3 separate regions of the Mus musculus genome follow, and all the other regions are linked to region 2. A link is a contact called in public HiChIP or PLAC-seq data. All regions are on one chromosome and are shown on one strand. The core of a region is the stretch at or near the end of the contact, and the rest is flanking DNA. Distances in the headings are between cores, read along the strand shown.

Region 1 (2,700 bases), core at 68-2,567, 1.1 Mb after region 2:
TCTCCACCCTGGACGCTGGGCTCCTCAGCTAAGTGGTTGCTGAGCTCTGCCTGGGATTCCTCCTCGTGTTCGGTGGATTTGGCCTCCTCTCCATCAAGGCTGCCGTCGGGGGGCTTCTCTTGGATGGCCCCCTCGCAGGGTCCCTTCAACTCGGGTTCTGGCCTCGCTTCTTCCTCCCCGGTCTCCTCCTGGAGCTTGCCCTGGTCCCCATTCTCATGAGCATCTACTCTCGCATCCTCGGAAGCTGCTTCCTCGGACCCGTCTTTCCCCAGGGTCTCCCCTTCCCCCGCGGCGTCTGCGGCCGAAGCGCCCGCCAGCTCCCCGGACTCGTTCCCTCCGATCTCTGTGGTTACAATCTCAATCGCCTCATCCTGGGGCTGAGGGCTGCTTTCCCCTCCACCCTGGGGCTCACTCTCCGACCCAAGTGGCCCTCCTGCGGGTGCCTCTGTGTCCATGTTGTCCCCTGCAAGTCCCTGGACTTCTGGGTTGATCTGCAACCCTAGCGCGCCGCCTCCCTGCGCTTCCTGACCAGATTCTGCCTCTTCCCCTGCCTCTGAGGCCGTGGGGTCCTCGGGCTCCCGGCGAGAGTCCCCAGGGACCTCGGGGGCCTCACCCTGAGAGTCTAACCCAGAGCTCATCCCCTGCACCTGCTGGGCGCTTGGCGCCTCCTCCGCTCCCTGCGGGATCGCGCCCTCGGGGTCGCGCTCCGCAGCCTCCGCTTCACCTGGAGCTCCGCTGGCGCCCGGCGTCTCGGCCTCAGGGCCGGTGCGCGGGTCCTGCGCCTGCGCTCCCCCAGTTCCCTCGTCCTGCCCACAGCCTCCTTCCTCCTTCCCCGAGGCCCTGGCCTCTACGCCCGCCCCCAGGTCCCTAGGTGCCTCTGCAGCTTCCTCGCTCGCTTCCCGCCCCTCCAGGTCCGCAGCTCCTGGCTCTCCTGGTCCCTCGATTGTCGCACCTTCGGGTTGCCCCTGGGAACCTGGAGCGACCTCCTTGGGCTCCGTGGCCTCAGCCATGGTAAAACACCCTTCCTCGACGCTGCTCAGGGTGAGGGGCAGGGGCTGACGTGCCCCCTCCGGGAGGACACCCCACTCGCGGTTCTAGAAGCGAAGGTTTCGCTTGATGCAAAATCTAGAGGGCCCCAAGACTCTATGTCCCTTTTCCCTGTCTTAAGGTCTTTGGGTTCTTCCTCAAGAGTTCCTGTTTCTCCTAAATTCGCGCCCGGACCCCAATCCTTCTGTGCAGGCCAGGGTGTGGGGCTAAAGAACTCAGCTTGCCTCTTGAAGTCTTTGGAAGAGATGGGCTGGTTCCCTGCGGTCTCAAGGGTTGACCAGAAATTCTCAGAGCCAGTTCTCCCCTCTTAGGGCTTGGGCGGGGTTTGTCTTCCCCACCTCCTAGCCACTTTGGGTGGCCTGGGAAGCTAGCCAATGACAGCCTTTCTGCGGCTTTTGTGGATTTTAATGAAAAGACTGATTTTACTGGCCACTTTAGCGTTTTCTGGAACAGCTTCAAGTTTCAGAGCCATTTAAATCACGGTCACATACTTCAGTATTGGATTCCCACCTTACCTCACTTCACCATGAAGGCGACTCTGATGCTGAGTGGAATAGACCCATCCCATCCCTGCCTCAGGTTCCACAGAAAAGGTATTAACCCCAAAGGGAGGAATGGCTGCCCTCCCATTTCTGTGAGTTCCAGGAACCTAAAGATGGAAGGGACAATAGCCTGGCGTGCTTGTTGAGGTGGTGGGGGGAGGGGAGGAGAACCAGACGGATACCTCTCCTTCTCCAGCCCCTGAAGACCCTAAGAATCTGTGCATCCCTCGGACTCAGATTTCCTTACTCATGTCCAGTGCTTGGGTCTCAATATCGTGGTTAGGGCGTTGGGGGTTGAAGGTGGGGGAAGAAAATTCGGGATGGGAAAAAAGGAAGTTATAGAATTAACTGGGCCAGGAGTCCCCCACTATCACCCGTCAAAAACTTCTTTCAGAGAAGTTTTCAAAACTATTCCACTGAATTGATAGAGAGAGGACCTCCCACCCCAAACTGTGAGGCCAGCATTTCCCCCTTATCAAAGGACACACCAACTCTAGACCAATATTGCTGATGAGTATAGATGCAAACATTATTAACAAAACACCAAGGGTTTGAATACAACAGCATATCAAAAAGATCATCCACGGCTATCAAGTTGGAGGTTGGAGGTTGCAGTGGTGGCTCAACACATGCAAATCTATAGGCGCAATGCGTCAAAACAACAGAATGTATGACTTTAAAAATCACATGCAGGCTGGAGAAATGGTTCTGGAATTAAGAGTGTGTACTGCACCCACATCAGGTAGCTCACAACTTCCTCCAGTTCTGAGGATCCAACGCCCTCTTCTGGCTTCAAATGGCACCTGCACTCACATGCACAAACCCCTGCAAGAATAACATATATACAGATGATTAAAAAATAAATAAATCTTTTTTTTGAAACAAAATGTGTTCATCTCAGTAGGTACAGACAAGGCACTTGATAACATTCAACATCCTTTCACAATAAAAGATTTGAATTTTTTTCATAGACAGATAATATCTCAACATAATTTAAATTGGTTGGGTGTTTTGTTTTGTTTTGTTTTGTTTTTGTTTTGTTTGAGGCGAAGTCTCATGTAGCCCAGGCTGGCCCAGAGCATACAATATAACACAGGATGATCTTGAACTT
Region 2 (2,700 bases), core at 50-2,549:
TCAGTATGTATGCAAAATATTTCAGACATAATTGGAGTCCTAAAGCCCCTAATGGGTGAGGAGGTGGAAGAAGTGGATGCTGGAATCTTATCTGAAGATTAAGAAGAGCTGCGTATGCAAAGAGAAAGTCAATGGCCACAAAAGAATTGAGATCAAAGGTCTGAGCAGTGCCTCACAGTGGCAGAGAGGCTGTGCAGTAGGGAGAGGAGCTGAGCCCGGAAGTCACCTGGCAGACTCACCTTGGGGTTTTATTAGAGGGAGCAGCTCCTTGCAGACATCTCGGGTACCAAAAAAGTTCGTTTTCATTGTCACCTCTGCTTGAATGTGGAAGGGGGTGTCGTCATTGACTTTCGGGGGGGGGGGGGGGAGAAGAGAACCGAGTTAGCGGAGTGGAAATGTAAAGACCTAAGTAAGCTAGAGCTTTAGAGATCCACTTGCAAGTACAGTCTTGTTTACATACAGCTCTGCATCACTGTCCATCTGACAATTTTCTATTGTGCTTGAAAGACACCACCACCACTGGGGGTGGCTAGGTGAAGTTTGTATATATCAGGATCTTAAGGAAACACCGTTTCCCTCTGTCTCTTTCTCTCTCCTCAATCTCTTGCTTATTTCAGTATCAGATATAGTTCCACTTAAGTATCGCCAAGTCCAATTCAATTACTCAACAACTGGGTGAGGGAAACCTAGAAATGATGGCGAACATTGAGGCTCTGCTTTCCTGCAGCCCCTACTACCCTGTCCTGTTTCTCCCAGGGGATCTGTTTCAGAGTCCTACAGCATAGTGCTCCTGGTCCTAGTAATGATCCCAGAGAGGCACAGCCCACCTTGCCACCAGGCTCTGGGGAAGCCACCTTCCATCTCCACACCCAATGGCTTACCCTTGAAGGCGATGCCTGCGTTGTTGACCAGCACGTCCAGGCCTCCGTATTCCTTGAGCAGAAAGTCGCGCAGTGCGCGAATGCTCTGCGGGTTGTCGATGTCCAGCTGGTGGAAGCGTGGGCTCAGGCCCTCCGCCTGCAGCTTTTGCACTGCCGTTTGGCCCCGCTCCTCGTCCCGCGCCGCGAGCACCACGTCCCCGGAGAATTTCCGACACAGGTCACGAGTGATCGCGAATCCGATTCCTTTGTTAGCACCGGTCACCAGCGCCACGGGTCTGCTGGAAGACATGGCTGCGTGAGAAGGGAGGCCGTCGGAGACCAAGGAACTTGGCGCAAACTCTGCCTCTCGAGGCTGCTGGAGAGTGGTTCAAGACCGGTTCACTGGCGGACTGAAATTGGCGTCGACAATGTCGCACCTAGCACGCATGCGCAGTTTAAGCCCCCTCCCTACGGGGGGCGTGGCTGGTGGGGGGTGTGTTTGTTGTTTAGTGTGGATTTTAAAGTTGCCTCTTGTCAAATTGCTGTGTATTTAGGAAATGGCTCACCTTACCTGAACTCCGTTTTTTTTTTTTTGTTTTTTGTTTTTTTTTTAAATAAAAGTTTACCATGCAACGAAAGGTGTCAGGTTGTCTGTTATCTCAGATTATGCATTATGCAGTTGGGGGTTACATACCAGCCAGGAAAAAAACCGGCCAGGTCAAATGACTGACATCTCAGGCTTTTTCCTGAAGGCGTGTTGAAGCCAGCTGCCAGGCAAGACTGCAGGAGAAGGCGAGAGAGAGAGAGAGAGAGAGAGAGAGAGAGAGAGAGGGAGGGAGGGAGGGAGGGAGGGAGGGAGGGAGGGAGGGAGGGAGGGAGGGAGGGAGGGAGGGAGGGAGAGAGAGAGAGAGAGAGAGAGAGAGAGAGAGAGAGAGAGAGAGAGAGAGAGAGAGAGAGAGAGAGAAACACAGCTTTGCACCTGGAAATCATGCATTCAGCTTGCCCACGGGTCTAGGTCTTCCTCATTACTTGTATGAATTTTTCACTGTTTTCCCCAACTTGCAAATTGGACCTCTGTACGTTTTCTTTCTGGTGTTTAAAAAAAATAACATAAAGCTGCCACTTAAGTTGTAGGAACTTGAATTGTAGGACAAACTGGGAGATTATGATGAGGAATCGCAATTTGTGTTGAATTCACCTCTTAGGACACCAAAGCAAAGCTATTGGGGTAATCTTTGGGCAGGAAACATTCCTTACTAGCCTGTGGTATCCCTTTAGATACTTCTAATTGCTTTGTCTTACCTGGATGTTTGTATTGAGTGTACAGATGTGTACAGGGCCTTCAGGGGATGCTGCTCTTCTGTGCACCACAATGCACCCTTTTAGTCCCTTTTTAAGATGACATGATGCCATATGCTCGCAAAATGACATTTGGTTCAGTCGTGGGAAACAGATTTCGTCACTGGTTCCTAACACCCTGGCTATAGGGATCTCCAGGTCAAGTTTCGTTTCCTCTCCATTCAGTAGGTTGCTATTAGAAACAAGTGGCCATTTAGATTAAAATAAGACATTTTAGTTATACTGACCCCACAGGAAGACCTCTCTGTGTGTATGAAGGTCATTGTATTAGGAATACAGTAAAATAAAGGAGACAGGTATAAGATTTCCATTTCAAAATATTCTACTGCCTCATATACATTGCTTGTAAATTGCCGTTCAAAGTAAGCTCCTAGTCAATTGCTTAAGAAACCTGAATAATCCAAAAAAAAAAATGCTGCCCAGGGTGGGATGGCTCAGCAAGTGAGGGCAAGGACCTTGGTCACCCAGCAGCCTGAGTTCA
Region 3 (2,700 bases), core at 199-2,698, 1.4 Mb after region 2:
TGATGTTCTTGTGGTTTGTGGGGCGACTCCTGGACCCCAACAAGATGGACCCAGAACACAGCAAGGTCGATCCTGACTGTCCCTGCCCACCTAGGAATCGTGTGAACCCTCCGGATCGAGAGGGGATGATCCATTCTCAGACTGGAGAATTATGGCAGCTTTTACCGGAACAGACGGGAAGATGGTTGCATTTGTATTTCTACAGTCATGGCTGCCTTGGGGGGTGGGGGGAGGGGCGGGCGGGCGGAGACTGGGGTTCTAGTTCCTATGTTTCCATGCAGAGGAGCAGAGAAAGATGCACAGGGGGTTCCAAGGGCTGAGGCCTCTCATGCCTTCGACAACAGCGCCCCAAGCCTGCTGAAGCACCTGCCTCTGCCCTAGTTCCCAGCTGCTATTCTGAGCCTTGGTCCCTACCTCGGGGCTTTGGGGTTCTTTGTGGGTTTCTATCTCTTCCTCCTCTGTCTATTGGCTCTTCCTGAGATACTTTGCTCCAAGAAGCAACACACCTGTCCTTTTTTCCTCCTTGTTTCTCTCTCCTACCTCCTACATGGACAGCTGTCACTGTCCTCTGTCCCTGCAACCTGTTCCAGGAAGAAACCACTTCTCTTCCAGGAAGAAATCACTGCTTTCCCCTATTGGCAGCAGCTCCTGGAACAAGGGTTCCTGGTTTCCGGGTTATCTCCTGGATCAAAGGGCATAAACAGGTCCGGGGCCCTGGTTGACATAAATTTCACGAGGAGGAGTTAACTTGGTCACACAGCCCTGGGGTTCTGGCACCTCCCTGTCCTCCCATGGCAAGTTCTCAGTCTTCTCCGCCCCCACCTAACACCCCCTCCTCGCTCTGAAAAACCAGTATGACCCTTCTCAGTGGCTCTGGAATTTTCTGTGCCTGTCTGAATCACAAGACTGTCTCACTAGGTCAGTCGCTTGTTTGGGACTCTTCATTGCTGTCCCACATCTTTGCTAACTTGACCCTTCTCTCTAGAACCCCACCGTTGTCCCAGGGTGGGCGGATCAAAGAAGACGCCCTGTTCTTTATCCCCACTACATACAGTGTCCCACCCAGGAATTTGGGTCGAGTACTGGAGGCGACAATCACGGGCAGGATTTATAGTGTAAGTGGGCAAGGTGAGAACGGGCGTTTGTAATATACACAAGGAGAAAGTCCACACCGTCCCCACCCACTCCGCAGTGACACACACCACCGCTGTCTCAAGGATTTTTGCTCACAAAGCTGCTGTCCTAGAAGTGGAAGAGCAGCGCGGTTTGGGTCCTAAATCAATAAGCAGGCCAGGCTGGGCGGGCGGCAGCCCCAATGCTCTTCAGGGGCTGCAGCAGAGAGCATGGAATTTTCCACCGGTGGGCAGACCCGCACAGCCGCGTCCCATTGGTGGAGCGCGGTGGCGTCGCCCGTGAGGGTGCGGAGGTGAGCTCAGCCACAGTGGGCTCTGCAGAGGGCGGGGCCGGGAGGGAGGCGGGAGAGGGGCAGCTGATCCCCAGCCATGGGGCTCTGCAGCTAGACTTGGGGGGCAGGGGCGGAAGATGCTCCCCTTTGTTCAAGCCCCACCCCTCCTCCCTCCGGTCTGACCCCAGACCCCTGCCCCTTTTTTCTGGTCCTTGTTTAACCCGTTAAGCTCCGTGCCATCAATAGATCCTGGATCAGATCAGTACCACGGCCCCAGGTGGGAACCCACCCCACAGGTCCACTGCGCAGCAAAGAGGTGAAAGATGATGGAAGCAGCAAGTGGTCTTTTTGCTTCTCTTAAACGAGAGAAAAACCCCCACAAGGACTGTAAAATACGTGCAAGACAGGAGAGGCAGTGTCCAATCAGCTCGCGGGCGCGCGCACACACAGGGCTACTTAGAGGAATTTGTGTGGGAGCCAGGCCTGCTACAGCTTTTAAAGCAGCCCCGTTTTGATTCTCATGGTTTCCCGTGTGTTGTGAAATCCACCTTAGTGGCCTTCCTTTGGCGAGCTGGAAATGTTTGTTGAGTGAATGAATGGACTCTGTGACAGCTAGGTAAGCCCTGGCTCATGGGGTTTTATTCATTTGTCATGTGACCTTGGACACCTCACGATTTCTTTGAGCAACTGAGGTTGCAGAAAGTTAAATGGAGAACTATTCTCTGACCCAACAATCCCATTTGTAGGCTCTAGGACACGGCAGAACAACCTACAGCAGACCGACAGAGTTCACTCCCAAGTGCCCTCGCAGGGAGGATGGGTAAACAGAAGTGGGCTCCCGTACACTGGGATAGTACTCCGCTGTGGAAAGGGAGGGCATACTGACATGTGTCAAGCTAACCCTGAAAAGCATGCCAGGTGCAATAGGCAGAGGTAGACAGAGGCCATAGAGAGCCGTGTGCCTGCTGAATGAGTCTGCTAAGACCCGCACAGCCCGGGTTCCTGAAGCCAGGGTGAGGGACCTGGGCAACCACCTGATGCCTACAGCACATGGGAATCCCCAGCATTACGGAGTACTGCCACTGGAGTCTGTAAAATGCTTAATTTTATGTCGTATGGATTTCCTCTTAATAAAACAATTTTATGTTTTGTTTTGTTTTGTTTTGTTTAATTTGTGTGTGTGAGTGTGTGTGTGTGTGTCTGCGCGCGCGCGTGGAGGCTGGGGGTTGACACTGGAAATCATCCTCATTTGTTTTATGACTCTTTCCCTTTATGCTTGGAGGCAGGGTCTCTCA

Evidence for each region. HiChIP or PLAC-seq counts read pairs in DNA pulled down with a chosen protein or histone mark.
Region 1: an H3K27ac HiChIP or PLAC-seq map of embryonic stem cells shows a contact between it and region 2, with 8 times the contacts expected there. The contact joins the promoter of Clic6 here to the promoter of Cbr1 in region 2. A contact is called at or near these places in 8 of 39 promoter capture datasets (the 3T3-L1 cell line, the C10 cell line, the SN4741 cell line and 5 more), 1 of 484 Hi-C or Micro-C datasets (bone marrow-derived macrophages), 17 of 115 datasets of contacts at active chromatin or transcription factors (acute myeloid leukemia, astrocytes, craniofacial prominence and 10 more) and 3 of 9 other capture datasets (adipose tissue, embryonic stem cells and macrophages).
Region 3: a contact with region 2 is called in an H3K4me3 HiChIP or PLAC-seq map of forebrain, with 5 times the contacts expected there. The contact joins the enhancer-like site here to the promoter of Cbr1 in region 2. A contact is called at or near these places in 1 of 39 promoter capture datasets (embryonic stem cells), 3 of 115 datasets of contacts at active chromatin or transcription factors (astrocytes, forebrain and pancreatic cancer cells) and 2 of 9 other capture datasets (adipose tissue and liver).

The regions. Positions count from the first base shown.
Region 1 is chr16:92,496,764-92,499,463 of GRCm38.p6, reverse strand. Clic6 (chloride intracellular channel 6) reads right to left here and starts at 1,317. Exons shown (of 6, transcript NM_172469.3): 1 at 1-1,317. The coding sequence starts at 1,010. 2410124H12Rik (RIKEN cDNA 2410124H12 gene) reads right to left here. Exons shown (of 3, transcript NR_165041.1): 3 at 2,094-2,414.
Region 2 is chr16:93,606,436-93,609,135 of GRCm38.p6, reverse strand. Cbr1 (carbonyl reductase 1) reads right to left here and starts at 1,299. Exons shown (of 3, transcript NM_007620.2): 1 at 882-1,299; 2 at 240-347. The coding sequence starts at 1,170.
Region 3 is chr16:92,157,354-92,160,053 of GRCm38.p6, reverse strand. All of the region lies in intron 1 of Gm41496 (a long non-coding RNA gene), which reads right to left. Among named protein-coding and RNA genes, the nearest start is that of Gm41495, 5.7 kb to the right of the region's middle. Within about 2 kb of position 1,448, at least 129 of the 459 cell types and tissues checked have an H3K27ac peak or open chromatin away from gene starts, as enhancers often do. A contact at or near this core is called in adipose tissue, forebrain, liver and 1 more, where this site is marked.